Regions from separate parts of the Mus musculus genome. Here all the other regions are linked to region 1. The links are chromatin contacts, called in public HiChIP or PLAC-seq, Micro-C and promoter capture Hi-C maps. All regions are on one chromosome and are shown on one strand. The core of a region is the stretch at or near the end of the contact, and the rest is flanking DNA. Distances in the headings are between cores, read along the strand shown. Region 1 holds the start of Ccnj (cyclin J). Region 2 holds the start of Frat1 (frequently rearranged in advanced T cell lymphomas). Region 3 holds the start of Arhgap19 (Rho GTPase activating protein 19). Region 4 holds the start of Slit1 (slit guidance ligand 1). Region 5 holds the start of Lcor (ligand dependent nuclear receptor corepressor). Region 6 overlaps Pdlim1 (PDZ and LIM domain 1 (elfin)).

What was found. Promoter capture Hi-C pulls out the DNA fragments that hold promoters and counts their contacts. Hi-C and Micro-C count contacts between places; a contact is called where the count stands out from the background. HiChIP or PLAC-seq counts read pairs in DNA pulled down with a chosen protein or histone mark.
Region 2: a contact with region 1 is called in an HNF4G HiChIP or PLAC-seq map of pancreatic cancer cells. The contact joins the promoter of Frat1 here to the promoter of Ccnj in region 1. A contact is called at or near these places in 2 of 39 promoter capture datasets (hippocampal neurons and pre-B cells) and 1 of 115 datasets of contacts at active chromatin or transcription factors (pancreatic cancer cells).
Region 3: a promoter capture Hi-C map of liver shows a contact between it and region 1, with 4 times the contacts expected there. The contact joins the promoter of Arhgap19 here to the promoter of Ccnj in region 1. A contact is called at or near these places in 4 of 39 promoter capture datasets (cranial neural crest, hippocampal neurons, liver and 1 more).
Region 4: an H3K4me3 HiChIP or PLAC-seq map of bone marrow-derived macrophages shows a contact between it and region 1, with 4 times the contacts expected there. The contact joins the promoter of Slit1 here to the promoter of Ccnj in region 1. A contact is called at or near these places in 3 of 39 promoter capture datasets (hippocampal neurons, liver and pre-B cells) and 1 of 115 datasets of contacts at active chromatin or transcription factors (bone marrow-derived macrophages).
Region 5: a Micro-C map of embryonic stem cells shows a contact between it and region 1, with 5 times the contacts expected there. The contact joins the promoter of Lcor here to the promoter of Ccnj in region 1. A contact is called at or near these places in 2 of 39 promoter capture datasets (cranial neural crest and second pharyngeal arch cranial neural crest), 1 of 484 Hi-C or Micro-C datasets (embryonic stem cells) and 1 of 115 datasets of contacts at active chromatin or transcription factors (pancreatic cancer cells).
Region 6: an HNF4G HiChIP or PLAC-seq map of pancreatic cancer cells shows a contact between it and region 1. The contact joins the enhancer-like site here to the promoter of Ccnj in region 1. A contact is called at or near these places in 2 of 39 promoter capture datasets (cranial neural crest and frontonasal cranial neural crest), 2 of 484 Hi-C or Micro-C datasets (CD8 T cells and LSK cells) and 3 of 115 datasets of contacts at active chromatin or transcription factors (memory CD8 T cells, pancreatic cancer cells and trophoblast stem cells).

The regions. Positions count from the first base shown.
Region 1 is chr19:40,828,582-40,833,698 of GRCm38.p6, forward strand. Ccnj (cyclin J) reads left to right here and starts at 2,698. Exons shown (of 6, transcript NM_172839.4): 1 at 2,698-2,861; 2 at 3,398-3,507. The coding sequence starts at 3,439. Cc2d2b (coiled-coil and C2 domain containing 2B) reads left to right here. Exons shown (of 35, transcript NM_001376940.1): 35 at 1-1,197.
Region 2 is chr19:41,827,693-41,832,809 of GRCm38.p6, forward strand. It overlaps Frat1 (frequently rearranged in advanced T cell lymphomas), which reads left to right and starts at 2,278. Exons shown (of 1, transcript NM_008043.3): 1 at 2,278-4,891. The coding sequence starts at 2,476. The coding sequence ends at 3,300.
Region 3 is chr19:41,799,197-41,804,313 of GRCm38.p6, forward strand. Arhgap19 (Rho GTPase activating protein 19) reads right to left here and starts at 2,888. Exons shown (of 12, transcript NM_027667.3): 1 at 2,776-2,888. The coding sequence starts at 2,831.
Region 4 is chr19:41,741,112-41,746,228 of GRCm38.p6, forward strand. It overlaps Slit1 (slit guidance ligand 1), which reads right to left and starts at 2,745. Exons shown (of 37, transcript NM_015748.3): 1 at 2,101-2,745. The coding sequence starts at 2,297.
Region 5 is chr19:41,479,886-41,485,002 of GRCm38.p6, forward strand. It overlaps Lcor (ligand dependent nuclear receptor corepressor), which reads left to right and starts at 2,797. Exons shown (of 8, transcript NM_001370767.1): 1 at 2,797-2,898; 2 at 3,642-3,715.
Region 6 is chr19:40,251,085-40,256,201 of GRCm38.p6, forward strand. It overlaps Pdlim1 (PDZ and LIM domain 1 (elfin)), which reads right to left. Exons shown (of 7, transcript NM_016861.4): 2 at 826-977. Among named protein-coding and RNA genes, the nearest start is that of Gm41845, 18 kb to the right of the region's middle. Within about 2 kb of position 2,952, at least 88 of the 459 cell types and tissues checked have an H3K27ac peak or open chromatin away from gene starts, as enhancers often do. A contact at or near this core is called in pancreatic cancer cells and trophoblast stem cells, where this site is marked.

The sequences.
Region 1 (5,117 bases), core at 1,448-3,947:
TTATCCAAACTAAGTGGGAGACGATGGTGTTGTAGGCAAAGACACTGGGTGTGAATGTGTTTGCGGTGACGTAAACAGTGCCACAGTGTAAAGTTGTACCAAGGAAACAAATCAAGAACAGGGTCCGGGGCTTCTGGCTCCTAGTGAGTGTTCCGTATCCAAAGGAATTTGATAGAGCCTGAGAAGAGCCCCGGATGTCCCATTGCAGAACGATCCCTAGACTAGGATGTATGGCAAAAACGAGGTGTACAGTAGACCTCGGAATAAGCTACCATTTTACATAAAACGAGGCAAGTGGGCTGTATGTGTGTGCTGCTATAAAGACCTGCATACTTCTGAGAAGATACAACAAAAGACACAGCAGTAGTGGTGCCTCTGGGAAAAGGCCACCTCTGGAAGAAGTGGAGAAAGGAGTCTGCCAGTTAGTATGCATAGTTTTATATTGGTTTTATGGTTTTTTTGTTTTGGTTTGGTTTGGGTTTTTTTTTTTTTTTTTTTTTTTTTTTTTTGCCTTTTGCTTGCATTTATTTTAAAGTGTTTTCTTTTTGACAAAAAGCAATGGCTTTCTTTTCTTTTTTAACTTTTAAATACATTCTGTGTATTTGGTTTACAGTGTTTTGGTTTTTGTGGTACAGTAGCTTGAAGCCAGGGACTCGGGTACGTTGGGCAAGCCCTGTACTGCTCATCCCCCTCCCCCAGTTCTCAGCGCACAGCGTCTGATGAACACGTGCATTGAGTACAGAGAGCTTCATGAAGAATTCTCTCCCCTGCGTGCTCCGATGTTAGTGTCTTGGCTGCCAGAGCGTGGTGGCTTCCGACTGCCGGAAGTGCCCGCAGTCCCAAAAGCCTTCCAGAGAATCAGCTCCCACCCTCATCTCTTGCAACCCAACTCGAGGTTCCATTCTCTGTTGTGCGGGTGCCTTGCCCGGTTCGCTCTGAAACCTTTGCTAGTGTCTTTTGAAGTTTGGATTATCTTTACTGAAGTGGAAAACTGCCCTCTACTTTCCTTCCAAAATGGAACCCTGTCGTGTTTACTGTCCCCTCTGCTGGCATGCCCATCCACCATCTAGATAGCCAGTCGCTTCCCCTCAGGCCTTTGCATGGCTTCCCTATCATAAAACGTCGGCCTATCCACCTATCTAGCCTTTCACTTTGTTTGCCTTACAGCACTTGTTACCGTGTGGTATGGATTTATCTTTCATTTATTATGACTTTTCTCTTCCCAGTAGAATGTAAACTGTGGGAACACAGAGTTGAAGTGCCTTCTGCCCAGCTCACTCTAAAGGGATGAAAAAAATAGTAAGACCGAAATTCCTTTTAGGAATGTAGACTCTAGAGAGACCACCAGAGACATACACAGGCATGAACAAGGATGAATACTGGCATCTTATAAAGAGCCATCTAAGTCTAGAATAATACATGATTTCTGAACCGGTCTCTCCCGGCAAACAACGTGTTCAAAGTAGACTGTAGGACAACCTGCTTATTACAGGATCGCATAGGCAATTATAGTCTGTGACCCACTTTTCTGAAAAGGTTCTTAAGAAAGGCCTGGACCCTAAATCATTTGGAAGCCAAAAGCTGCTTAGTAGTCGTGAATTGGAAACTGAGTACTACTTAAATACCATAAATGACATGGAAATTTTAGCCAGATAACGTCCTTTCCCTCTACTAGTAGTCTCTTCCCGAAATGCACCGGGCTAGGCTGGGTTCTGCCAATTTTCACGTGCATGCTTCCAGTTTCTTCCCATCATTTCCTGAACCCCTGCTCTCCCCAGGCATTGTATAACACTGTCACACAGGGGTCTGCAGCAGCCCTTCCGGGATGGATGCAAATACCAGGGTGATAAGCCATGCTCCCGAAGTGTGCACTCATCCTTTTCTGTACTAGCCCTTTGTCACTCTTCCTCTTTCTAAACAAAATATTCAAAGTAAGGGGTGAGGTCTCATGATTTATGTTTAAATATTGAAGGAAGTCGCTTTACAGTCTCTGGAAAATTGAGGGAACCCATCTACTTCTTTTGGGGTGGTCCTCCAGACACTCTCAAATACAACTGATGGGGTTTCTGTTACATTTCCAGCCCCAGCCAATCGCCTCAATTGACGCTGGAGTGTTCCCACCGTTTAGGGTCTCTTCCTTGACCACCACAGATGGTCAATTACATCCATTATGGATCTGACAAGCCAGGTTGCTAAAGATGTCAATTCCAGTCGCAACTCGCGCGAATCGCCGAAGTGAAAGCAACAAGAAGAGCTGAGTTAGAAGAGCTAAAAGGAGTACTGGGTTTAGAGGGGAGACTGGAGCAGAACTCGACAACCAAAGCGCCTTAGGGACTGGTAAGAGCTAAAGCCCATTCGGAAGGCTTAGGGTAGGGGGAGGATCCCGGAGAGCAGCCCCTCGGAAGTGAGACAGCGGGCCAGATCCGCGCTGCCAAGTTTTAATCCCGGGGCTGAGACATCGCATCTTTCTTTGCCAGCACCCGGGACCCATCAAAGATTCTCTGCAGGTGAGCGGCCCTCGGGCGCCGACAGACCGCGGAGGCTGCAGAGCGAGACCGCCCGGCACCGGGCAGGGGCCCGGGAGACGGAGTAGCACCTGGCTCGGCCCGGCCGCCGATTGGACGGCGAGGCGCGACCCCGCTGTATCGCGAGAGCCGATTGGCAGCGCGGGGCGGCCCGTGCCCCGGCGCTGGCTTTGTACGGCGAGCCGCCTGCCGGTCCTTTAACAATGGGCGGCGCGAGCGCCCGGGTGCTGGGCCCTAGCTGAGGCGGGGGCTTCGCGGCCGACGGTCCGCGGCATGAACGCTGCCGGCGCCCCGTGCACGCCGGCCGGGCTGGGGCTCTGAGGGCCGCGGTTCCGGGTAAGAAACCGCGTGGGCCGGGCAGGCCTGCGGGAGCGCAGCGAGGCGAGGGGAAGCGAGGCGCGGAGCACGGCCGCCCGCCCGGCCTTTTGTTTGCCGCTCCGGGTCCGCGCTGCGGCGGGCGCACCGCAGACCCCCAGGGTGGTGGAGCGTGCGGGGCTGTCGGCGCGGACCTGGTGTCGCGCGCTGGTCACTCTCCATTCCGGCGACGTTCTGACAATGTCAGGGCTCCCGCGCCTAAGTGCAGGCGGCTGAGGTCGAACCCAGAACTCGGAGAGCCCGAGGTGGGCCGTCCCGCCCGGAGCTTTCAGAGCTCGCACCTTTCTGCAGTTCTTGCAGCGGGCGATTGCAGACGACTGGGTAGATCAGGCCTTGCTGGCGTTGGAAGATGGCTCGGGGTCGGGTCAGGTGAAGAGGAGCAGCCGCACGGGGTGACCTGAGATCGCATCCCTGGAGGAGGGGGCGCGGAGGATCGCGGGGGGACTGGGGGGGGGGGGAGTTGCTGGCCGTGACCGCGTCTGGGGCGTGTCTTCCAGACTGAAGTTGCGGCGTCTGGCCGGGCGCACCTCCGGCTTCCATGGAGCTGGAGGGGCAGTGGTGGCGAGGACAGCTGGCTGCGGATATTCACCAGGCGCTTCGGTACAAGGTAACTCCCGAGACCCGACTTTCCCCATCCCGGCTCTTGTGCTTCCTGGAAAGGCCAGTCAGGTTCTTTACTCTCTACCTTCCAGGCCAGAGAAGGCGAGTTTGCTCATTTGTCAAAGTTAATTAACTTCTTCCTTCCCTGGGCTGCATCCGAAGAACCTGTAAATGTGGAGAAGACTGGGGCGTGGTAGTTGGGAGAAGGAAGGTGGATGGTGTTCCGATGTTGCCAGGTCGACCATGGGTGTGTGTGTGTGTGTGTGTGTCTGTCTGTCTGTCTGTCTGTGTCTGTGTGTGAGTGAACAGCCCTCCTTGTTTCGTACATGCTGTTGCATGAAGCTGGTGTAAGCCCTGTACATAACTCAGTTCTCCAACCTTTCCCCAAACCTGCTCTGAGACTTCGGACAACTTAATTTTCTCTTTCTCAGTTTCCTCGTCTGTAAAAGGAGAAATAACAACGACAGAACGTCCTTATGGGGTGATTGTGAAATCTGTTAAGTATGTACTGTGCAGGAACTTAGAACAGTGTAAGAGCTATGTGATAACTTACTGTTCCTTGGTCCTTCAAATCCAGGCTATACAAAAAGCCTTAAGGTGGAGGGAGCTATTCCTTGGTAATGTCAAGTGTAGAAAATAGACACAATGTTCTTAATAGTCATGGGGGGGGGGGAACCTACTCCTTTTGGACCAAAGCCTGGGTATTCTAACTAATGATTATAGGATGGATGTTATAAGTCAGATATATGCGATAGCCCTGCTTCTCTGACAGCCAGAGGGAAGACCCAGAATGATCAACTTAACTCAGTTTCACCTTGGATGAAAACTGGGAAAGGATCGAAACAGCTGACTCTTTAATAAGATCCTGTAGCTTGAGCCTTAGGGATTTTTCAATGATAATAGGTTTATATCTGGTGTATATGACCAAATTAAGCAGATTAGGACATGGAATCTTGGCTTAAGTTGTTAAAATTGCACCCCCAGCTTGAAATTTCCAAAAGTTCTTTAATAGTCCTGGCATTCAGTCTCTTACTCTGAGTACATCCCAGACCCCTATGAGATTGCTCTACATAAATGTTCCAACTACGGAAAGGTTCTTTGGAATGTTAGAGGGAAAAGTCCCAATTCACTTTGAATTTTGGGGAGGTATATTTGGATTTTTCTAAGTGTCAGTCTTTTTATCTTTCTAGTGTGTAGCAAAACTAGTTACTTGGTTTAAATGGTAATGGTACTTTGAGTGTGGGGGTGGGGCTGACAGTTTAAAGATTTTTTTTTCATGATGATCCCTGTGACTTTTAGTTCTAATACTTCATATGTAGGTAGTTTTAATCATAAAGAATTGACTGAATTAGTTTTACAGGTGATCTTAGACGTAGAATTTTCTTTCTTTCTTAAGTTAGAGTTTGTTGGCATGCTTATGTAGTCTCTGAAGGAGTTAGGGAATAAGGCAGCCCTGTAGTCAGGTGGATGTTGGGGATTACTTCTGAAGCCTGTCTCAGGCCACCTGTTGCAAACTACTTGGGGTTGCCTTTATGTTGTCTTTAAGCTCTCTGTAGACGACGGTCCTGATGTCTGGCAATAGTAACATAGAGGATTTACATTAATGTGTAGGACTTG
Region 2 (5,117 bases), core at 1,028-3,527, 1.0 Mb after region 1:
GAGCCACCACGGGGTTGCTGGGAACTGAACCCAGGACCTCTGGAACAGCAGTCAGTATTCTTAACTGCTGAGCCATCTCTACAGCCCCCCAACTCACTTTTTAAATATTTAAAGTTGCATTTATTTAGTTGGGGGAGGGTGTTAAAGTCCAAGGATAACTTGTAGGAATCGTTTCTTTCTTTTCCACCAAGGGTCCTGAGGACTGGACTCAGGTGGCCAATCTCGGTGGAAAGCATTCTTTTCCTCTGCGGCATCTTACAGGCTACCCAACTCTTCTTTTAAACTGTTTAAATGTGTATGAATGTTTCGCCTGCATGTATGCCTATGTCACTGTGCACATGGAGGCCAGAAGAGGGTGTTAGTATCCTCTGGATGTGGAGTTAGTTACCAATCTTTGTGAGCCTCTGGGAGTACTGAGAACCAAGCCCCGGTCTTTCAGAAGAGCAGCCAGTGCTCTTTAGTCGTGAACTCTTAAGTCTTATTATTTACTTACTTCTGAATTCAGTCTCACCATTTTGTCTCACACTAATCTAGAACTCATGGATTTGAGCAATCTTCCCAACTCTGCCTCTCCAGCCAAGTGTAAGCCCTGGCTGCTGCACTCAGCTCCTGCTCAGGACTAGAAAGTAGCTGCCTGAACACTGTCAGACTCTTCACTGGCCTTGGTGTGTCTGTTCCTAAATGCTTTATGACTAGGGTTTTTTTGGTTTTTTTGTTTTGTTTTGTTTTTGTTTTTTGGTTTTTCGAGACAGGGTTTCTCTGTATAGCCCTGGCTGTCCTGGAACTCACTTTGTAGACCAGGCTGGCCTCGAACTCAGAAATCTGTCTGCCTCTGCCTCCTGAGTGCTGGGATTAAAGGTGTGCGCCACCATGCCCGGCACTATGACTAGTTTTAAAGCAACTTTATATTACACAATTTACACGTTACAAATTCACTTATTTTAAGTTCTCTCTCTCTCTCTCTCTCTCTCTCTCTCTGTGTGTGTGTGTGTGTGTGTGTGTGTGTGTAATAGAAACTAGGCCACAGAGTTCTGTGTATCAGGCTGGCCTCAAATTTGCTATTTGGCCAGGAATAATTTTGAACTTGTGATCCTCCTGCCTCTGCCTTCCTAGTGTTGGGATTACAGATGTGTGTCACCACCCAGGGGTCTGTTGAAGTCCATTTGAAAATGATCATCATCAGCCAGGCGTGGTGAGTTCCAAGACAGGCAGGGCTATACAGAGAAACCCTGTCTTGAAAACAAAGAAAGAAAGAAAGAAAGAAAGAAAGAAAGAAAGAAAGAAAGAAAGAAAGCGGTCATCAAATTACTGTTCGCTCAGAAGGAAAGCATTCCTGCCATGTGCAAGGCCCTGGATGTAATCCCCAACCCTTCCAAAAAAAATCATTAAATAAACACACTTGACCTAGTGGTTCCCAACCTGTAAGCAAGAGGATAAAGAGTTCAAGGTTATCCTCAGCTACACAGCCAATCCAAGAGCATACTCAAGGCCCTTTCACAAAATAAATAAATATTAAAAAAAAAAACTAATAAAGGTTTGGTTAACCATTAATTCAACAATGCTATCTGGAACAGTTAAGATGGCCGAGGCTCTGTTTTCATATAACCAGCTCACCACTGCTACCCTTTCTAGATGACTAGTCTTCATTTGACTACTGAATTTCGTTAACACGCATTCACTTGCCATATTACAGTTCCTTGCAAAGAGCCAGTAGTCAACGCAGCCCCTAAATGCCCTGGAACCCAAGCCAAAAAACCACGAAATCTGTGGCCGGTTTGCGTTCCAGCTCAGCCATCCACATCAGACAAGGTCTCCATCCTCCTTTCCATCTTTGGCAACAACCTTTTCCTAATCGTCACTCCGAGTCCAAACCTCACTCCCTCTCCTTTCCAGCCTCCTCTGACTCTGTCACCCAAACCTTTAAAAAAAAAAAAAAAAAAAAAAAAAAAAAAAAAAAAAAAAAAAAAAAAGCCACCGCCTAAACCAAACCACTTGACGTGCTGAGGGGAGTGTGTGGAGGTGTAAGTGTGTGGAAGTGACTGTGTGTGGAAGAAACCAATCGAGTCCCCCAAGGTGTCCATCTTGTGGAATGCCAATTAGGCCCGGCTGAGCGAACCAGAATCAACTTCCCAGTGCATCCCCGCACACAGTAGGCACGCCGATGAGGCTCGGGGGCAGCCAGGCTCTACTCTGTGCCCTGGCCCTACAGGCTCACTACTGCCAAGGAGACAGCACCCCCCGGCCGCGCACGGTGGTAGGAGCCACGCGACGTCACCCATTGTTTACAAATCAACCCAAGCCGGCAGCGTTCCGGCTCCCGCGGCTCTAAGGCGCGCGGTGCCACTGCCCGGTGGTCCCTGCCTAGCCCGGCTTGGGCCTCCGCCTCGCTCCCGCCCCAGCCGCGGCTCGCCGAGCCCGCGGCCAACCGAGCTGCCAGCGACGCCCGCACAGCCGCGGGGGCCCGGGCGGGGGGCCATGCCTTGCCGGAGGGAGGAGGAGGAGGAAGCCGGCGACGAGGCGGAGGGGGAGGAGGACGACGACAGCTTCCTCCTGCTGCAGCAGTCGGTGACTCTGGGTGGCTCGACCGACGTGGACCAGCTCATCGTCCAGATCGGCGAGACGCTGCAGCTGGACGCAGCGCACGATCGCCCGGCCTCGCCGTGTGCCGCCCCGGGTCCCCCGCCCCCGCAGGTCCTGGCGGCGCTGCCGGCGGACAAGACCGGGACCCCAGCTAGGAGGCTGCTGCGGCCGACGGGGTCAGCGGAGACCGGGAACCCTGCGCCCCCGGGGGCCGTGCGCTGCGTGCTAGGGGAGCGCGGGCGCGTGCGGGGACGGTCGGCGCCCTACTGCGTGGCGGAGATCTCCCCCGGCGCCAGCGCGCTGCCCCAGCAGCCGGGCCTTGACGGACCCCCGGGGACCGGCAAACTAAGCACCCCGCAGCCACTGTCGGGCCCGTGCCGCCGGGGTTGGCTCCGGAACGCAGCCGCGTCCCGCCGCTTGCAACAGCGACGCGGATCTCAGCCGGAGACCCGCACTGGCGACGACGACGACCCGCACCGGCTCCTGCAGCAGCTCGTGCTCTCGGGAAACCTCATCAAGGAGGCGGTGCGCAGACTTCATTCGCGACAGCTACAGTTACACGCAAAGCTTCCCGCACACCCGTTCCTCGGGCCTCTGTCAGCCCCAGTGCATGAGCCGCCTTCGCCCGGGAGCCCTCGCGCGGCCTGCAGCGACCCTGGCGCTTTCATGGGGAGGGCGCAGCTCAGAACTGGGGACGACCTTCTTGTCCCTGGCAGCTAACAACCTAAGTGGCCACAGCACCAGCCTGTAGCCGGGGACCAAGGGATTTACCCAGGGCTTCACCCAGCCGGAGCTGGTGGTGGACTCGAGCATTATTTGGAAACGGGAAAATAAGCTAAGGAAGACAGCCGAAATATCGCAGATATTTTCATGGGTAACTGAAATTGAAAGCCCCGAACTGTTTGAAACCCAGGACTTAGGTTTGTTTAAAGCAGAATCTACAGAGCGCACCGCAGGCTGTCAGCAGGGCTCCTTTTTTTTTTTTTTTTTTTTTTTTTTTTGGCGTGATTCAACCTGGTCGCTGCAATTCCACGCAGACTCTCCTGGCCAAGCGGGGACCACGTGGCCACGGTGCATGCTCTCAGGATCGGCTCAGCCTGCTATGGAACGAAGGACGATGATCCCCATTACTTGCTGTACTTTTTCAGGGCTGGTTCCTGATCCATTTTCGGGGAGGGGGAAACAAGAGTGGACTTAATTTCGGGGGGCGCCCCCCCTCCAAAATGCCACACTTGAACATTTAACGACAGTTAAAAGACCATCTCATCATCCTTTGCGGTGCTGGTTTCAATGTAAAACATGCGGTACAACGAGAGGACCCTCTTGGGGCTGAATAGAAGTAACCGTTTTTTTGTCCGTTCCCTTTTTCTTTCAAAGGGTTGCTGTTAGCAGAGTGTTGAGGGAAAGCTGCACCCCATGAGTGTAAGGTGGAGACAGCAGTGAGCTGTGTTGGGTAATGGAAGGGTATGGCGAAGCAAGGAGTGACCCCCTCCTGCCTTCGTAAAGTGTGTTTTTAAAGGAGACCCATCCCTTTGGGGGTTCAAGGTCACTGTTTCCTGGGTGTGCACCGTGTAGTGGGACTCCAACACGGAGACAACCGAATGGCCTTGCTAGGAAGAGAGCACACTGTTTTGCAAATGCAAGAGTCCCCTAAGGACGCTCCCGCCACATCCCAGAGGAGGTGGGGATGGCGAGTGCTGAGTGTGCTTCCCGTCCGAGGCCACCGCCCCTGCCCCTCCACCTGGCTTGCAGACAAACTGCCTTGAGACAGTGACCGAGTACCACCTTTCCCCCTTGGTTCTGCTGCCCTACTCAAGCAGGGTGGCGCTGATGATGCTAGGGGCCAGGGTAGGGGATTGGGGAGATTCCACATAATGGGCACTCCAGGGACACAGCTTGGGACACAGTCTCACACAGCCTCTTCTAATGGGCTCTCGGGGCCATTTGTAATAACAGCTGCAGTTCCCTGGATAGACAGAGTTGATTTCCTCCTGACCCTCCCCCAGCTGTGCCAGCTGGCCTTTGTAAGGGAAGGAACCCTAGTAGAAAATGTGACCCTCCAAATGGGAAAGCTGCAGGTTTTTCTGCTATTGTGACTGTGAAGTGCTTGGAAACACTGTTCACTCTGAGCGACCATTTCGTTTTAGTTTTCTGGAGTCAATGGCTTGTTCAGCATCCAGATGTGGCTGTTGACATATCTACACTTCGCACCGGAGTGACTGGAATTGTGGCTGTCCTGATTATAGGATTTTAACTGAAATAACTGTTTTTGAATAAATGTGTTGGGTTCCCCTCACACACACCCCCACACCCCGGCTTTTATTTTGTACTTGCCTCCAGTGCGAAAGATGAACAGAACACATTTCTCTGATCTCCATAAACATGAAAACACTTGAAATCTCTGTCGGCTTGGCTCGAGGCTGGTAATTAGAGGCCTTTGTGTCTGAGCAGCTCAGTAGTTAGATGAGGTCTGTGCAGCTGGGTGTGTGTCGGTGCTGGCATGAAATTAAATGAAACTGAGGTCAGGTTTTGGACCA
Region 3 (5,117 bases), core at 1,638-4,137, 970 kb after region 1:
ACAAAAAACAAAAAAAGGATGGTGATAATATGGTGCTATAGTTCAGCAATACATGCCTCCCAGGCACCACAACAGACAAAGGTAGTGGGGCAATAAGCACAGGAGAAGCATGGGCACAGGGTGGAAGCACACAGATAAGCTCAGTTATTGGTGCCATCATAGATGCTGGGAGGCAGCCCTTTACCTGTGCTCTATAATGGCTTGTATCTATCAGTTTTCTCATACGTGAAAACTACCAAACAGGCGATTTGGTATTAACCTACTCTCTACCAAATAAGTTAAAAAGAGGAAATAAAAAGGACAAGGAAAATAGAGAGCTCAGAAACATACTCAGAGTGCCTGAAACTTTGATATACAGTAGCAACTACTTTACAAATATTAATGAAATATCAGTTCCATAAAAAGAAAAAATATGACAATTTTCTTTTAACAGCCCCTAATAATCAAACAGCAAACTACACTCCAAAAATAAGGTTTTAATTCCAGTCTCTTCTAAATTAAATGGAATTAGCAAAATCACATTTGGGGACTTCAGTTAATAAAAGAACCCCCTATATCAACTTGTCTCTTTTCTAAATCTCCAAATCCTAGAACATACAGATATAATTTTATTCGTAGATATTTTTAAAGTTTTAAAAGAACAGCACTTTACAAATTCAAATGTGTGAGTTAGTATTTACTAAGCAGGTTACTAAGTCATCATTATTTGAAAAAGGCACACAGATGAAAAGAGGCATTATGTCTGTATCTGTTCTTGATGAGCTGCTCAGTAAGCATGGTGCTCAACTTCTCCATATCACGGCAGGGAAGAAAACTCAGTGCAGGGCAGATCCCAACTCAAGGCAGGACTACCAAGGCTCAACATAAGGAATCCTGCCAACCGGTCCTCAGCATCTCCGGGGTCTAACAGACAGCCGTCATCCCGCCTTGTCTCTCTCCTTTCCCTAGGCTTTTCTTCCTAGAGCAAACCCTTTCAGTACCCAGAGATATCAATTATCTACATTACTGCCCAGTACTGAATCTACAGTCATTTCTGTGCCCACTGCTGCAAGACATGGAGCCCACAGAAGATGTTCTCAGAGAGCGACTGTCTCCTCAGGACGTGTATGAGAGGCCAAAGACAGAGTTATGCAGCATATCTGTAAGTGCTGGGCTACACACCTTGGCAGTGAGATGCCTCCGTGAGTAACGGCACTCCCTGCAAAGCCTACAACCCAAGCATGATCCTCAAATCCACTCGGTGGAAGAAGAGAACCGTGAGCTGCTTTCTGCTCTCCTGTGCATGCACTGTGGTACCTAAGTGTGTGTGCACAGGCATACACAAGCACGATAAATGACAGATTTAAAAAGTGTTAGTCCCATTGATTAAATGGGGCTGGGGATGCAGCTCAGTCAGTAGGGGGCTTGCCTAGCAGCACATAAGACAGGGCTTGGTGGCATATGCCTGTAATTCCAGCACTTGGGAGGCAGAGGAAGGAGGTTCGGAAGCTCAAGATTGGGGTTCCCTGGATTACATGAGAGACTCTGTTTCAAAAATAAATAAATAAATAAATAAGCCTCACAAGAACCCCCAGACTAATCCCCTGCAATATGCAATTGACAAGTACACGGGTAGCTGAAACGAGACTGGGAGTTCCAGTCCAGCCGAGGTACTTAGCAAGAACCTGTCTCAGTAACGACAATAGAGGGTTTCAGATTCAGAGAAAACTGTGTTGGTCAGATAGTTAACAGTTTCAAATTTTACATTCAGTTGACAGCAGCCTCAAGGAAGAATTCTAAGTCCTCTTGCTGTAGAACAGTATTTCATTTGTCCTCATTTTCATTACAATTCAGGATTTTCGAGTCGGAGGAGAGATAATCTAATGACATTTATCAACCCACGGGCACAGTTCCCGGGAGAAATAAAAGGTCAAAGAGTGGAAAACTCCTCCATACAAAACAGTAACAATACCCACACAAGCCCATCAGGGCTCAGGAAAAATCAGGCTCACAAACTCGGTTTCCCAAAATTCTTGGTTCTTCTGTTCTGTACTAACTCCGTACCAAAGCATAGCATTGATCATACTCTCTGACAATGTAAGTAATCTCATTCTATTGGAGTGTGTCAGACTCCAAATATTTGTTTGTAATCGGTTAAGAAAGGCTCGACTTTATGACAGGGACAGTACTCGTTCCAGAAAGAAGAAATGAGATCACAATTTCAAGGAAACATAAAAATCTATCGTATTTTGAAGTGTTTGCCAGGATGGGTGCTATGCGCTTTAAATAGGTTGTGTCATCCCGTCCAGGTTCTGAAATAAGTATCGTTATGTTTATTTACAGAAGAAGGCTGAAGCCGAGAAAGGTCAGCCAGCTTAGGGGACAAAAATCCCTTTTAACCATCACTCAAGTCGCGGCTCTGAGTAAAGCGCAGAGGCTGTCACGAAGGACATTTAAAGCTCCCGGGGCGTTGTGGGATTCTCTAAACCGCTCTGGGCTTCAGTTGCCACTCAAAACGCTCGGCGCCAGGGCAGACACCATGACCGTGGCCCGGGGGTCTGCAGCCAGAGCGTCGGGAGGGCTCCACACACGGCCGTGGGACTCGCGGAGAGCAGCGCAGCGGGAAGCACGGACCGCAAAGACCCGCCTCAGCCCCCGCAGGCGCGTCGGCGTAGACACCACGGGAGAGAGGAACAAAGCCCGGGCCTGTGGACCACGGTGACTCAAGGGCAGGGCGGCGACATCGCTAGCCCACAGTCCCGTCTCCTAGGCAGCAGGACGGAAAACTTGGCTCACCTCCGGCCAGAGTCGCAGACCGGCGCCTCCCCTCCACTCGGCGCCTCAGCCGCCATCTTCCGCGGCAGCTTGGTCTGCAGCCCCGCCTCAGGCACCGCCCCTTAGCCCTTAGATTGGCTAGGATGGTTTTCTAAGTCCTGTACGATTGGACGAACCTATGGCCCCGCCTAAATAAGAACCGTTCCATGCTACTATTGGTCTATTCAAATATCTAACTGTCATTGGTAGCACAGAACCAACGAAAGGGCAGGAGAAACACCTGCCCGAGGCCTACCGGGAGATGTAGTTTCTCGTTTTGATTAACCCATGTAGTTCCGCGGATCAAGTCACAAATTCCTGGCTGCGCTCCCCTCCCCGCTAGGTAAATCTCTGAGTTACAAAACTGTCGGTTTTTAAAGTCACTTGAAGAGAAAAGGTTCTTGAGGCCCTGCCCATCCCCCAGTTCGGTAGGCAGTTAACGGTTGCTAGGGAAAAGGGCTCATCACCCCTCACTCACTTAAACCCCCATTCACCCCACCCCCAAGATCCATAGGCTTAGTAAAAGGGAAGAAAAGGCATTTTCTTCAATGGTATATAATCAGTGGTAAATTGCATACGTTCCTGTAAGCTACCCTAAGTAAACTCTTGTGTGTGTATATATGTATGTGTGTATGTATGTATGTATTTATGTATGAATGTATGTATGTGTGTGTGTATGTATGCAGGGGCTGATCTTCAGGGTACATATTTGGGGGAGGGGGAAAGTCAGTATAAAGACACCAAAAGCACTGGCTAGAATAGAGAGGCAAATTTTGGGTCATCCAAACAAGCCTCCTTGGGTGACTTCAGGCCAACAAGAAAATGTGACTAAGCCAGGCAGTGGTGGCGTATACCTTTAATCCCAGCACTTGGGAGGCAGAGGCAGGTGGAAAAAAAAAAAAAAAAAAAAAAAACATGGTATTGATATATGAAATTCACAATTAACAATAAGGGGCAGCTAGAGATGGTTCCGTGGTTCTAAGAACACTTGCTGCTTTTCCTGAAGACTAGAGTTTGATTCCCTGCATTGAAAGGTTCACAAGGGCCAGACAGTGAGTCCAGTTCCAAAGGACTGATTGCCTTCCTATAGCCTCCAGAGCTGGCCTCCGGGGCACATGCGCACAGATGCACAGAGACACATAAAATCTTTTCTAAAAGCAAAAAATATAGATGGTAGAGAGTAAAAAGTGAAGGGAAAGAACATTGTGACCCTGACTTGACCCCCAGACCAGGCAACCTTGACCCTATCTTGACCCCAAGCTCAAAATCAGGGCCAAGAAACAGAATCCCACCAATCCCTGAGCACAAAATTCCCACCAACCCCTAGAATTGCCCCAAAATCAGGCCACAAAAATCCCACCACTCCCTCCCTGGACACCCTGGAAAGCTCTGTCTTCATCGCCTGTCCCGCCCCACCAAGAAACCCTATACAAAACCCGCTGAGCTTCTGCCGCTTTTCACCCCAGCAGAGGCCGCCACCCTCCGCGGGTTTCCCCTTGCAGTAAGTTTCCTGTGTGAGGTTGGTTGTATGCTGGGTGGGACTTTGTGGTATTCCTTGGCTCAGGACTGCCAGAGTATCTCTGAGCAGAGCTATAACACTTTCACTGGGGACATCTCCCCCTGCTGGAGCAGAGATGGTGTTACACTTGCATTGGGGGAAACAACCCTCCCCCACCCTAACCCCTCCACCCCTAACCCCCACCCCATTTCCATCCCCAAAGGTAATGGGGAAGCCTTTCCCTTCAGAACTATAACACATACTGAAGGTATCTGAAGAATGAATCATGAGATTGTGCTCTGGCTTCCACACATGTACTCACATTCATGCGTATACTCATGAATAGGCCTACACACATGCACACTAATAAAATAAGTTACTCTCTGAAACACAAGACTGAGGTGAGGCAGGGAATGTCAGCCAAGAAGAGCTGGTCCCAAGTCCTTGTTTGTTTGTTTGTTTTAAAGATTTGTTTGTTTGTTTGTTTTTGTGTATGAGTATATCCTTGACCCCAGAAGAGGGCATCTGACCCTATTACAGATGGCTGTGAGCCACCATGTGGTTGCTGGGAATTGAACTCAAGACCTCTGGAAGAGCAGTCAATGCTCTTAACCACTGAGCCATCTCTCCAGCCCCTGGTCCCATGTCTTAAACCAACATCATAACTAAAACTTTCAGGGGAGAAGTTGGGAAGGTCTATATGGAATGCATACAGACCTTTTTCTTGTTATTCCCTAAACAATGCATTTTAAAAGCTATTTATGTAGCATTAGCTGTTATAACCTAGGCATGACTTAAAGTGTATAGAAGGAATGAGTAGGTTTTA
Region 4 (5,117 bases), core at 1,495-3,994, 910 kb after region 1:
TCTTCCTACTAACGGTCCCCTGTCCAGCCCTTCATACCATCTGCCTTTTGAAGGCAGAGACAGGTTCACTCTCTTTGGGGCCTCAGAACTGAGAGAAGGCACTGGCTTGATAAACGTGAGACTTGTCTCCCTGTGTTACCATCATAGCGCTTTACTAAGCAAGCACCAGAATACTACCCAGCCTCTTCCAGACATTACCTTCCATTGCCACAAGAACCAGAAACCCAATGTAGCCCAGACTCCATTTCCTAATAGAAAGCAACCAAGGCTCAGGGAAGTCTGGTAACTTGTCCAAAGTCACATAGCCCATAATTCACAGAGCTGGGCTTCTAACCCAGATACTCTGGCTTCCAGGGCTACCCCCAACTCTGCTCTGTCTGGGGATTCACTTCCATCTCACTGACTAGAAAAGACTAAAGAATTCATGAAAGGCAAAGCAGAGCCTATCAGAAGCAGTCAAGGTAGTAGGACAGTGGGAAAGCAAGAATGCAGAGTAGACAAGGTGCAAAAGCAAAGGAGAGGGCCTCATGTGTCTCCTGTGTGGGCTGCTGCCAGGGTAATAGCCCAGAAAAAACACACCACTGGGTAAAGCAGGGGACAGAAATTTCATCCGGAAAGAACAGGCCAAGGTGACCTCAGAGGTCCTCCAAACAGACTTGATTGTCCTTAATTTCTCTCTAGGTCCATGAGGCTGACTCAAGGAAACTCAGTTCGGTCACCCCAATTTCTACATGGGTGCGTGCACACACACACACACACACACACACACACACACACACACACACGCCAGTTCCCAACTAGATTGCATGCAGATTGCAAATTCTCTGAAACTGTCACGGGAATGTCTCAAACCCAGCCAAGAAAGAGTCTGGGGCAAGCATGTACTCACTAATTGCTGGCCTCGGTACAGAAGTTCAGAGTTTGATGTAGGCAACAGCTCTCCCCGGGGTTTGCCTCTGGCCAGCTGAGACTCATGAAAGTATGCTCCTGAGTTATCAAAATATGTATACCTTTTCTGACGCTCACTGTAGTCACCCAGGAGTGTGGAAAGAAAGAGGAGCATGGTTTCAAAGAAGCCACTAACCTTCCCCAAAGTATCAAAAAAAAAAAAAAATCCCCTGGTACAGTCACCTCTGAAAGTGTACAAAGGCCCTGTGTGTGACTAAAAATCCACTCGCACGACCCGCAGACCCCCCGGACTCACACTGCCGTGGTATCCTTAGGTGCCGGAATTTCACACCGACCACATTTGGCAGGAAAAGAGAAAATGTATCACACACGCTCCACCGTGCTCATGAGGCAGGTCTGGAAAGGGTGGAGTTACCTCAAAATCCAGAAGTACAAGAGAACAAGAGGGAAGGAAGGGTGGTTTTTATGACTTGTCACTGTCAATGTCTCCAACCTTATGTCCCAGTCCGAGCTCCTGGCCTCTAGTATCATCCCTGAGCTCGCAGTCCAGGACTCCTCTCACCCTGTAAGGGTTCCGATGTCATATTCCCCAAAACCCAAACCAAAGGCCCTCGGGTCCCATTGTCTGTCTGCCTGGGCTCAGGATGAAGACTGAAGGAGAGGGTAGGTTGCTTACACCTTCAAGGGAAGACTTATCCAGGCTCTGGGACCAAACAATGGGTAGAATAGGTGCTCAGAAACTTCTGGTCCGTGGCAGCGAGCCCTCAGAGCCCAAATCCACCTGCCCACTCAGAACCCAGCAAACCCCATGTGTCCAAAAGGAGACACCGTGCCTGGAGTCTGTGGGAAGCTGTTCTCCTAGGTGCCAGGAAGGCTCCAGGTACCCTAGAGGAATAAAGTGCTGTACAGTGGGAAGGACCTGTCACAGCGGAGAGCAGAGATCGCAAGGGGCAGGTGTGAGGAAGGGCTGAGGATGCTTCCAGGGCCCTTTGAATCTGGCACCTGCAAATGCGCTCCTGGTTTCTGGTTTCCTAAAAACCTACCAAGGCACTGACTCCTCTACTGGCGACGGAGCCCAACGGTCTAGCGCCCCCCACCCGATTCCGGTCCCTCTGATCCGTCAGGGTGGGAGAGCAACCAGGGGTCGAGGGGGTGGAGGGACTCCCAGTGGACGGGCGGATCCGTACTCACAGGCGCTCGGTGTTCCGTGGGATGTTCTTGGGGATGGCCTGCAAACCCGTGCCGTGGCAGTCCACCGTAGTGCCGGTGCAGGTGCAGAGGGCGGGGCACGCCGTGGCCCCCAGGCGCCACGCGGCTGCCCACAGCAGCAGCCACAGCTCCGGTCGGCTCAACCCCGAAGAGGACCCGCGCTGGGGCGTTAGCGCCATGGTGCCTTCGCCGTGTCCCGTTCGCGTGCCAGACGGCCGCAGCCGCTGACCATCCCCGTCCGGGGCTAGCTCCAGGTGCTATCCCCACCGAAGGACCGAAGAGCCGGTGGAATCGTGCGATGCGCCCTTGCGGATCGAGTGGTACCTAGATGCTCCCAGCGACAGCGTCTGTGCGTAGACCCAGGAAAGGCGTCTTAAGCGGAGGGCGCTCAGCTCCTCTCCCAGTGCTCGCTGCCGGCGTCTCCCTCTCCCTCCAGCTCCCAACTGACTGCTGTGAGGAGGAAAATGGGCAGGCCCCGCGCGCGCGCACACACACACACCTCGCGCGCGCGCGCACACACACACACACACATACACACTCACACCCGCACGCTCGCTCACACCCGGCAGTCATCCATCAATCGAAAAGCACACTTCCAGGGCCAGACTCCTTCCCGCCCTCCCCCCCAAGCACGGACCACCGCCCGCCTCCTCCCCACCACTTCTCTGCTGCTACAGAGGTCCAGCCGCTGGCATACAGTTTCAAAGGTGCAACCTCCCAGGCGCCAAGGGCTGCGGGGGCCCGGGGAAGGGGGCTTACAGACTGGACCTGCTCTGTAAGCTACACACACACACACACACACACACACACACACTGCAATGATGTGTACATTTAGACCAGTCACTTCAGTACCCTCAGCTACTAGGGCAGAGGAGCAAAAAGATTTTTTTTCCCTACACCTTCCCTTCCCTGGGACCACAGACTTCCCCAATGGCTGAAGAGGTCACCGGGCCCCACCAACTTCCTTTGTCAACTGTTGGTGAGGCTTCTTGTACCAGATGGCCTCTCCAAGCTGTCTTTCCTTGCCCAGCCTGGGACCTTGAGGGAAGAGACTTGAGAGAATATAAAAGCCTCAGGCCAGGTTAGTCTTCTCCCTCAACACATACTCTCCCTAAAGGCAGAACCCAACCTCTTCCGGGAACAGAAGCCAGCCAGCTGGGATGACAGGAGTCCTGACAGGACTTTGTAAGTCCGGAGGGGAGGTGTTTTCTACACAAGCCTCTCTACTGGTATACCAATAGGAAGCCACCTTGGAAATCCAGCAACTAGCCTCTCCACATCTGGCAGGTGGAAACAGAAGAAAAGGAATATTTGGTCCTCTCAAAAGGCCAGAGTGGAGAGAACACAGAACCTGTTTAGAAGAAAAAAACACCACCCAGTCAACTGGTACCTGAATAGGACCTCGGGCCTCACAGCCCCATGGGCAAGGAATTTTCTTATTCTGACAGAGTTGGGGATGTGGGTGTGAATAGGAAATCCAGTGAGGGACAGAATTCCCTCCAACCCCAGAAAAGAAAGCACCTCCCCCAAAACGGACAGCTGTGGCTCTCTGGGTCTCTAAAGAGCTGAGCTCCGGATGTGAGGGAGATCTGGCTGAGACATCTGTCATCCCATTGATCAACAGGGTTGATCTGGTGATCTGAGTGTCACTGTGGGTGTCCCCTTCCTCCTATTCCACACCATGTGCATCCCTTCCAAAGCTTTGCACTCAAAGAGAAGGACTTCCCCCCCCCCCCCCCCCCCCCCGATAAAGATGGCTCTGTCGAGCATTCCTCTGTTGGAAACTCCACGCAAGCTTTGGAGTTCGTGTTGAGCTGAGCTCCGGGAGTCAGGGCCCTATGTGCAGATAACAACTGGGCATCAGAAGTAGCTCAGATGGTCAAGAGTCAAAAGCCCCCCTAGTGGAGCTACTGCAGGGTCCCCCTTCTTGGGGGGAGGGGGGAGCAGAACCTAAGCCCAGCAATGACGGCAGTTTGTCACAGTGGTGAGATACTGAAGTCACCACACGATTAGAGGCGTGGGACTCACCTGGAACCATTGGATGCTTGGTTGTTTTCCCTCTGGATCAGACTCTTCCAGTTACTTTACCATATACTGCATAAGGCCCTGTGGTCAGCATGGCACACTTGAATGTCTGACTCCATTCAAGACAAGCCCTGGACCACACTTCTGATCAGAGCACAGTCTCTACATCCCAGCTCTATCTCTTGAAGACAAATTTGGTAACTTGGGGAGGGAGCTTTCTCTGCCAGTCCTTACAGTGTGATATCAAGAGCTTCTATCACTGGGATCTAAATATAAAAGGGCCACTTGCCTCTTTTCCCAGAAAGCCAGCCTGTCCTCTAAGGACTTTTCCCCCCCTCCCCCTCCCATCCCCCAGCACTAGGAAATCCTCACACTTTAGTGTCGTAATTGTCTATTCCTCAATAGTTGAAGCTGTTCACACTGGTGTTCCTTCCCTGACACCCCACTAGCAAAGTGCCACCCCTTTGCGTCCCTCACTTCCTCCTCTGGCACCAACCCCAGCATTTGGCACTTAGTAGGCCCATCACAGACAGTGCCCAAACTATGTACGCCTCCAACCTTCTGCTCCAGAGGTGTTCCTCTCTCCCAACCCCGTAATCTCAGAGGCTCTTAGAAGCCAGGACCCATGTGGGGAAGGGGAGAGTGTTGATTAACTGGGCGACATGCCCTGGAGTCCTCGGAGTGGCAGGGAGAACGGGGACGGGGAGGGGTGAGAGGAGGCGGGCGGGGGTGCAAGATCAACCTTGCTCATGGCTCTCGAGAGCTAGGCTCTACACTAGAAGCTTCCAGATTCGCCTGGCCAGTGAGTTCCAAGCAGGCCCTAAGCCAAGTTGTCAACGCCTGGCAAGGCCTGGCCTCTCCTTTGAAGGGAGGGGAGGAAGGAGGGCAACTCAGACCCAGGACAAAGACTCCCCAGCCAGCCCATCATGGGAGGCCCTGCCCCAGTAGCCAGGCAGCTCCCCAAGTTGGCTCCC
Region 5 (5,117 bases), core at 1,547-4,046, 650 kb after region 1:
CCCGCCAGAATACCCTCTCCAGCCCATAGCTCCAAACTATTCCACATTCTTCCTGCAAACTGACTATGAAACCCAAGAGCCACATGGTTCCAATTCTCCTAGATTGTTTCTTTCATTGCTGTGACAGAATGTAAGGGGAGGTTTATTCTGACTCGCAATTAGAGAGAAGAGCACAGGACATTTGGTGCCTCATGACAAGGAAGGCATGGTGGGAGGGTTTCTGTGACAGTGTGGCACCCACAAGGAAGCGCAGAGTTCAGGGCAGGAGCTGGGCAAGATTGCAGTCCTCCAGATGTGCAGCTAGATCTGTCAGCTAGGGTGCCTGTCCCAAAGCTTCTACAACATTTACAAATCAGGGCCACCAGCTGAGGGAGGACCAAGAGTTCAAACACATGAGTCTGTGGGAGACATTCACACTCAAACCATAACAACCTGTACACTGGGAAGGATGGCAGAGCAAAACCTACTTCACATTCCGAAGAGGCAAAGTCTCAAGGACTAAACAAAACCACTATTCTTCATCATCATCATCATCATCATCATCATCATTACAGTCTAGCATATTGTCTTTCAAAAAAGCATCATGAAGAGTCAATTATAGGTTGGTTCTCTACTTTAAATAAATGAAGTAGAAGCAGAGGTTCACAGTGGAGCAGCGGACATAGCATTAAGTTCAGAATTGGAAACTTGTCTCTGGGTTTGTGCCTGCTTCTACTGACCCCACACCTTCTGTTATTCAATCTGACTTGTCTGGGCTTCTGGCTGAAAGGAACAAGAATGCTTGTTTCCACTTTGAATTAATCTCTGAGATCCCTTAGAAATCTCTGAATCTGTATGGTTGAGACTTCAAGGGTTCTCGACTTGTGGGTTGTGACCCTGCTGGCAAGCCTCTATCTCCAAAAATATTTACATTACGATTCATAACAGTGGCAAAATTAGTTATGATGAAGCAACAAAATAATTGTATGGTTGGGGGTCACCACAGCCTGAGGAATTGTACTAAAGGTTCGCAGCATTAGGAAGGTTGAGAACCACTGTTCCAAGAGGTTATGTTGAGAAACTATTTCCCTTGACTTGTTTTAAAACATATGGATCCTGATTTGAAAAGTATATTATTAACTACTTTTAACTTGTACATTGCTCACTTATTAAAAACAACAAAATGTTTTATGAAACACTTTCTCCAACCATCACAGAAAGTTGCTTAAAATCTACAAGATTGAAACCCACCACCTAGTGGTGAGGAAAGGAATTTCACGCTAGAGATAGGGAACGGGATGGTTTCTCCCAGCTAGCGGTCATTTCCCTTTGATCTTCTCCCCACCTAACCCAGGGTAGTAATAACCACACAGAAACTCAACGAAGTCTGACCTAAGACTTTATTTGCCAGGGGTCTTGCTTTGAGACACGGTCTCATTATGTTGCCCAGGCTGGCCTGGCATTTGCAATCCTGCCTCTCAGCCCACCGAACTGTTGCTATTACCAGGTGTGCACCATCGTGGTCGGCTGATGGTGTAGTAGTCTAAAGCGATGAAACAGTGCGGGCTTTGAGAATTGTGGAAATCTAATTGGCTCTGAGATGGAAGGTGCCTACTACCCGTAATCTTACTCCTATCCAGGAGACCCACCAAGTCATTCTTAGGGGCAGTTACCCCCGTTCCCACGCCAGAGCGCCCTCCCTTCAAAGACCCAGACTTGATACACATCAGTGGAATCCTTGAGGTCAAGTGATGATTTTGTTTTACCTACAGAAATACTTACATTTAAATATTTAGAAGGAATGCACTCTCAAATTCTAAGGGTGAGGAAGAGGCCACCTAGCTTGTATTGGTAAGTAGCCATTTCCGTTTTTTTCATTTCCTATTTCCTCCTTGCTCTTTCTCCTCTCTTTCAAATAAATCAAGTAATTAATAGTGTGATGTTTAAACAAAACAAGGCTCCCTGTGCAAGGTGGTTTAATTATCCCAGAAGGCACCTGGAAATCCTTTCTCATCAAAATGTTCTGAGTCCTTTCCTGAACTACGGATCTGGGCGTATATTTCCCAACATATTCTTAAGCTGTTGTTTGAAAGTTTGAAATTCATTTTCTACTAGCACATTTTTTTTTCTCAGCTCTCTTAAGACTTTCAACTATGATCAGTCTTGCTAGTAAGAGATCCCCTAGGCTTTTTATTTGACTTAAAACCCTTTTCTTTTTTTTTTTTTTTTAAATTGGGGCTTATGAATACCGGCGAAGCATTTCGATAACTTAAAACTTAAAATTATCCACTTCACCTTTGCAAACCTCGGGGCTCAATGCCTCCAAGGGCATCCGGGCATTTATTCCTATTTCTGCTCTTGCACGGCGCCCCCGTGGGAGGAGCCGTTTCGACCGAGAAGTTGCGAGAAGCAATGGTGCGGAACTTGCAACAGTTGGTGCGGGCCGATAGGCAGGTAGGAAGTGATAGATGGGACTAGTTTAAAACCCAAAAGCCCCGGGGAGGGCCGGGGCCACCGTGGCCTGCCTGGAGAGCGAGGGCGGCGCGGGGACCGAGCGCCGGCGTAGAAAGACGCCGTTCCGGGCGGGGCGGGGGGACTGGACGTGGGACGCAGAGCTGGTGCGCGGGGACGCCGGGCGGGCGGGCGGGCGGGAGGAGGAGCGGGCCGCCACGGGGCCACGGGGAGGTGAGCGCAGCCTTGCCCCCGCGCCGCCCCCGGCGGGAGGCGCGACGCCCAGGCCACGGGTGCGTGCGCGGCCCCGGGCGACGCGGCTGGGCGTGCGCGGGGCCGCGGCGGAGGCAGGGCCGGGCGGGCGGCAGAAGATGGCGAGGGTGTGTAGGCGGCAGCAATGCTCCGTTGAGAGACGCGGCTTTCGGCAAGAACTGGACTCGTGGCGCCACAAGCTCATCCACTGTGTAGGTGAGGCCCTCCACCGGTGCCCCGGGCCGCCCGGCCGCCGGCCTCCCGTGCGTGGGAGGGAGCAGGGCAGAGTCCGCCGCGCTCCGGCCCCGCGCGCCCTCCCGGGCTCGGCCCCCTCCCCCACCCCCCGGAGCGCGAGCGCGCCGCCGCGGCGCCCCTCCCCTCGGCTCGCGGGGCGGGCTCGGACGCGCGGCCTCTCCCCCAGCGGGCGCATTGTGGACGCCGGGCCCGCCGCCGCCGCCGCCAGCGCGCCGGGACGCACGGGGTCGCCCCCACCTGCCCTCGCCCCGCGCCCCTCCCCCACGCCGGCGGCGCGCCCCCGTGCACGCGTGCACGCGCGGCGGCGCTCGGGCGTGTGCGAGGCGTGAGGTGGAGATGGGGGCGGAGGGAGCCGGAGCTGTCACAGGCCCCGCGTCCGCCTGAGCGAGCCAAGTGGGGTGTCATGGCCGCGGGGGGCAGCGGCTGCACTTCCTCTGCTGGCAGCGGCGGCTGCGGAGTTAGTCCTCGACGCACGGGTCGGTGTGTGCGGATTTGTGTTTGGCGTGCGCGCGCGGCGGGGAGGCCCGGGTGGGAAGCCGGGCGGGGGGGTCACCCTGGTCCCCTCCGCGGAGCCCCGGCGGCCGGCGACCGGCGCGCTTCCCCGGGCGGCGGGAGCGTGGACGGGAGTGGGGGGCGCCCGGGAGGGGCCGGGAGGCGAGCTGCACCTCTCACACTGTGTGTTTTGTCTGTTTTTCTCTCCCAAGGTCCCGTTTCCCTCTGTGCGGCGGCCGGCGGGACCATAAGGGCTTAACTCACATATTTAACCCCCCTCCAAAAAGTAAGTGGCTCTTGTGGTGTCTGCTCCACCCGCCGCCCCCTAGCCTCTGTCCATCCTTGTGTCTGACTCTAATGTCCTCAGCATTGTTATTTCCCCGTCTCTGCTTCGGTGCGGCTGATGTGTGGGGAAATGCCCTCTCGTCGTCCTCTGTCCCCCACGCCCAGTCCTCGGGGAGGCCCGGAATTCCAGCCCCCCGTGTGGATGGGGCGCGTTCTAGGGATTCAGGTCTTCCTCAGACGGACCTGGGAAATTCTGTCCGTCCACTTGGGCCCGGGGTCCCCTCTTTCCCGATGGGGTTTCGTTGGAAGGAATTATGCAAATCCTGCTTTCTGGTGTCCATTCAGCGGCAATTTCATGCGGTGAGAAGTTCTCTTTGTTGTGCGAGGGGGAGAACAGACACTGATTTAATAGACATATCTGCTGGGGGGGGGGGAGGGTGGAGGGGGTGTGGAGAGCCTCAGTTTGGAAGAATTACAGCACTTGGTTAGCTCAGTCTTTGTGTTGGAGCCTTCTGGCTTGACAGGAGGGTCTGCCCTTTTACAATGTCCCATAAGGGATGTTTTTTTGGTAATAGATGAAAAAGCAAAACTAAAACTTTAAAAAAAGTGGAAAATAAGGTAACCTGTACTTAGAGAAAATGAGCACTGCCATTTTTTGCAGTATTTCGTTATGAAAATGTGTATTGTGAATTTATTAAAGACTTAGACTGTAATACCAAATGTAATTAATTCGGTAAGATATTTGATACCACTTTGGTTGTCCAGAGGTTAAAAGTATATATTTTTAAATGTATACTTGGGTAAATAATGAAAATCTGAGCAATTTTGGGGGAGGAGGTGATTTACCTTTTTGAATACAGGTTAAAATTTCCCTCTTGCCAATCCAAGCCCTGCCCTGCCCTCCAGGAAGCAGCCGTTTCGGCTCTAGCTGTCTTTGCTCTCTTCTGCTTCTGCTTGTTTTGTTTTCCATGACCTGTCACACATTTGCTATAATGTGACATGGGCTTAAGCACTTAGGAATTACGTTATTTGTCATCGTCAAGTAAGTGTACAGGGCAGGTTTTGAGAAACATCTAATTGAGGCGTTTTCTGGATTCTTAGTTAATACAAAAGACTGAAACTAGAAGGGTTTTGTTTTTGTTTTGTTTTGTTTTGTTTTTTTGTAGTGTTTTACTCTTGGTGATTGATTGTGTCCTGGAGGGCATTTTAGTGCTTAAAATACTGTGGAATTGAGAAATGCAACCCTTCAAATTTCTTGTGTAGATACAGCTTTTGTTTAAATTATTTCAATGAGTATCCCTATGCTGTTTGCTTTAAAATCCTTGTGTTCTGTGACCTCCCCTTTCTTTTCATTAATTGTATTAGTGGTTGATAACTGCTTCTGGACAAAAATGTTTTGTTTT
Region 6 (5,117 bases), core at 1,702-4,201, 580 kb before region 1:
TAATGGAATGGTTAGCCTCCCAGAGTCAGTAGGGCACTGAAGGGAACAAAATATTCTCGTATTGTTCATCTTGGTCTGTCTCACAATCCCATAGCACAAGGAGAAGGGGGGAAAAGGTCACAGAATGTACTTGACAGAGAGGAGAACATGATGAAGAGCTATAAAAGCGAAGGTTGGTGAGCCATTAAGTAAAGCAGGTTCACCCAGCAAACAGAAGCTGAACTTGATCCAACAGGAACTAGGAAGCCACTCAAAGCTGAACCAATCACTGCTGACATTTTAGCTTCCTAAGGCTCCTTCCATGACCAAGTGAAAGGTGAATGGAAATTCTACCCTAATTACAGCTTCCAAGGTGCTTTCCTGGGCTGTCTGCTCAATGCCTCCGCTCCTTTCCTGTAGTGCACCTTAAGTTACACTCGGCCCTTTACCTAACAGCGGCTGTGATCTCAGGATGCAACACCCCTTACTCCTTGGATCCTTGGTAGGAACTGATACTCAGGAAGACATTTACATTCATTATGCCTTAATAGTGCCTAACTCATTTTCATTAGTTGTGTCTCATCAAGTGAAAGTGTGGTAACTTAATAGGCAGAGGCCGACACATGATAAGCCGACAAGAGATAAGTCGTGTGCACAGGAGAAAAGAAATGAGCAACCCCAAAATCCAAAACCGTGGACTGGTGTACTTTCATTATGCATAATAGCACAGAACCAGGGAAGTGCAGGGGCTTCTGAGATTGGGGATTAGGGAAGGGGAGGCGCGGGCCCTGTCCACAAGCAGCTTCCAGTCTATTAGGAATGAACTAAATATTTCCTCAGCCTCACCTGGATACTGTGAGCGTCATGTTGTCTGCGCAGCCCTTGATTTTGTTCTGAGCTTCCAAGTGTGTCATGCTGCTGGTATCTTCCCCATCGATGGCTGTGATTAAATCTCCAATACATAAATTCGCTATAGCAGCCTTGCTTCCGGGAGTGACCTGGCAACAGAGGGGACCCCACATCAGTTACTGTTTGTGTCCAGGAGAACCAATGAGGAAATACCACGGGGTTAAGTACTCACTAATAAAGAGCAGAGCATGGAAAAGGAGAGCTTGGCAAGATGCTGCACACCTGTAATCCCAGGTCTAGGGGAACAGAAGTAGAGGACAGCCTTGGATATATACCAAGACCTTGGAAGGATAAAAGAAGAAAGCGCATGGAGAATAAGTGTGTGTGATGGTTTGAATATGCTTGGTCCATGGGAAGTGGCACTATTAGGAGGCGTGGCCTTGTTGGAGGAGGTGTGGAGGAAGACGTGTATCACCCTGTAGGCAGGCTTTGAGGTCTCCTGGTGCCCAAGCTCTGCCCAATGTGGAAGAGAGAACCTCCTTATGGAAGACAGCTCCCTTCTGCTACCTTTGGATCAAGATGTAGAACTCTCGGCTCCTCCAGCACCATGTCTGCCTGGATGCTGCTATGCTTCCTGCCATGATGATAATAGACTGAACCTCTGAAACTGTAAGCCAGCCCCAATTAAATGTTTCCTTTTCTAAGAGTTGCCTTGGCTATAGTGTCGCTTTACAGCAATGGAAACCCTAACTAAGACAGTGTGCTAAGATTATAATTTAACCAGTAGCAATCCTTCATGTTTATACAATCTGTTACCTACCATGCACTGAGTCTTTCCTGTATGTGACCTCATTGTCTCCTTACAACAACTTTGTCAGAAATGAACACCTCTAGGAAGCTCAAAACCTACGCAGGGTCACCCAACCAGTACATTACTAGACATCCTGCTATCCACTGCAGACTCAAACCTTGAGCCTCACTCAGTGTTCTGACCTCAGAATAAGTCACCAACATATTTTAAATGTGCACATTTGGAAAACATTGTATGTGATAACTTCTATTTTTGTAAAATCCTAGCAAATATTAGAAACTATAAGCCCAGACAAAACTGGAATCACTGTATGCTAATCTCTTTACAATGATCTTGAGTTACTTTTACAATTTAAAAAAAAAAAAAAAGCAATAAAGACAATTTTTTTAAATATAGAGTGTGGGTTTGCACCAGGAAATTGGCCATGGTTAGGGCTCTTCCCTACAGGTGGCTGGTGTTCTACAAGCTAGGTTTCCAGACCAGTCATTCTAAATTTGCAGACCACGTATGCCTAGGGTGGTCAGTTAGTAAATGTCTCAGGTCCCCAAATCCATCTGTCCACGGAGGATGCCCTATAGACAGTATAAATGTGCCCCCACACAGACCTACAGTGGCTTTTCAAGTAAGCATGGATGCTGGTGTGATGAACAGCACTCATTCCGAGGCAGCGCTGGCCTCGGAGTAATTGTTCGCTAGTGGATGTTTTCTCAGTCAGGGTTATACCAAAATGTTAGCATCATCACCCCAGAGCCAGTCCATGACTGTATGACATTAAAAAGTCATCGTAAACTGGAAGCCAGGGGAAGAATGGTACATCCTCAGATCCCAGTGCCCAAAGGACTTTTGTTTCCTCTTGGGAAACCCTGTAGCTCCGGGAGCTAACGGAGGATGTTGCGATCCACCGGTGTCTCCATACACTACATTGGTCCTTCAAAGTACCAAATCAGGATACAAGACTAAGGAAACAAGCCTCAGTTTTCCACAGCCAAGTTCCCAAAGAACCCAAACAAAACCAAAAAACTAGCCCTCATACGGCTGCTGGTGTGGGCGCCCTGTGGTGTTTTATTCCCTCTCTGGCACCCGGACCCCACACAATGAGGGGCTAGTCCTTGCGGTCCCCTCTAGCTTGAACACGTTCTGGCTTCACCAGACAAAACAGCCCGCTGGAATGTGAAGACCGGAAGCCAGTTGAGAGCTTCTGACCTCCTACCCTTTCTCTCCTCGCCCATCTGACTCTCACGACACAGGAGCTGTGCTCCAGGCAGTCGCTGAGTGAGACGTCTGACACAGCCCTTCCTTCTAATAAGCAATAGGAAACTCATTCTGACTCACTTAGAGTAGCAGTAAAAACACAGGCTGACCTGGCGCTATGCTGTACACAGCCCGCGTTTTCTAAAGGACAATGCAGAATTTTGCTTTTCTGTTTTAGTTTGTTTGACATTTTTGGAGAATGTCTTAGGTATCCCGGGCTGGCTTCAGACTCTGTTGTAACCACGACCTCACTTTTTAATGGTCTTATCTAAGTATTTCTTTATTCGAGATTGGTAATGGCTCTAGACTGGCAAATTCTATCTCCAAGCAGACTAGCTGGAAAACCAGGAGAACAATGCCAACCAAAGCCACTTATTTATGACCAAATGTAATAGTATAAAAGAGCAGGTCCCTTTAGGGCAACCCTGTAACACTTCAGCAAGGCCCTCCCCTCAGGCTACTTTCCCACTAAGTTCTAGCTTCCTCCCCAAGTTTTTTCCCACCTCAATATTTTTGACTCTGCCTGACTTACTTTTCTCACCTTTGAAGTCTCTTCTTAAATCACACTTCTCAGAGTCTTCCCTGACCTCTAATACATGATAGTAAGTACTCAAAATAAATAACCAAAGAATGATTCAAATTAAAAATATCCACTGTCCTTAAAGATGTTATCACGAGCTGGGAAGATTATCCAGTGGGGAAGGGTTCTTTCAGTATAAACGTGAGGGCCTGAACTCAGGTCCTCCAAGCCCATGTAAAAGCTGAGTGTTGGTCAGTGAGCCCCATAATCCCAAAGCTCAGGGAGTGGGAGGAACAGGAGGATTGCTGAGGAATGAGTGCTAGCTAAACCATGATGAAGAAGCTCCAGGTTCCGGAAGAGGCCCTGTCTCTCAGGGCTCAGGGAACTGTGCAGAAGAGGAGGTGGACAGATAGCAAGAGACTGAGGCAGGTGGACGACATGAAGGAAATAATGTCTTCCAGACACACAGGGTTGATGCACAGGGCCTGCCCAGGTCCAAACCAGACTGGATCCCACTGCTGAGATGGGCAAGATGCAAGCCCCTATCCCTCTCCAATTAACAACTGATCGCAAAGAAAAAATTAGTTTCTCCAAGGGAGTCACTGGGTACACAAATCACACTTAAGGGCAGACCCTGTGGCCAGCACTAGATGGCCAACTCTAAATGAACTCAAGGGCATTTATGGAAACTTTTTTTTTTAAGACTCATTGCTTTGTTTGGACTTTTGTTTAACCTTACTGGTCTTTTGCATGTATATTATGGTTTCCAAGTCTGAGTTTTTATGGGTGTGTATAGACATTTCTCCCACTCATTCTTTGTTTCTTTTGTTGATTTGTTTGTTCATTTTTTTTATCCTTGTCTTTTTATTTGCCTATTTGTTTTCTTATGAGAGAGAGGGAGAGAGAGAGAGAGAGAGAATGGAGTTAGAGGATGGAGAGGTAGGGAGAGTCTGGGAGAGGAGAAGGGAAACCATGATCAGAATATATTGTATAAACATAAATTTATTTTAAATTTAAAAAATACAAAGAGGGAGAACCTGTCTCAGGGGGATAAAGGGGGGGTGACAAAGCAGGGATCTGACTTTCTCTGTACCCACATGGGCACACACATACTTAATGTTTTAAAATGAATATTTCAAAATAATCAACAATGTTTTTTTTTTTTAAAGTAACTGTTTCCCTTAAAAATGACGATGCCAGACTTGGAAGTTTCTTTTTATGTCTTATGTTCAGTTGCTAAGAAGTCTGGAATTTCCAGCATTTGGTTCATTTTGTGGGAGTGGCATTTCTGCAGAGAACATCCCAACAGGCCCCAGACAAGCTAAAACCAGTCTTAGAAGCCCCACACCTGAATAATTTTGACCTAGCAACTTATCTTTCTGTCTGATTTTTTTTTTAAGCCAAAGGAAAGTTTTGAAAACTATAAGAAAAGATCATCAGATCAGACTCCAATGGGCTAACATTCTTTTATGAGCCATCTCTTTTTTACAAGGTTGGGGCTGTGGATACAGCCCAAAAGGTAGAATGTTTGCCTCGAATGTACAAAGCCCTAGGATTGATTTCCAAATATCATGAGCTGGACATGATAGCATTTTGGGTGGTGGAGGCAAAAAGATCAGAAATTCAAACTTATTCTTGGGGCAACTTAGGTTACATGAGACCCTGTCTCCAAAAGGACAAGTGTGGGTGAGAATAGGGAGGGCAGAT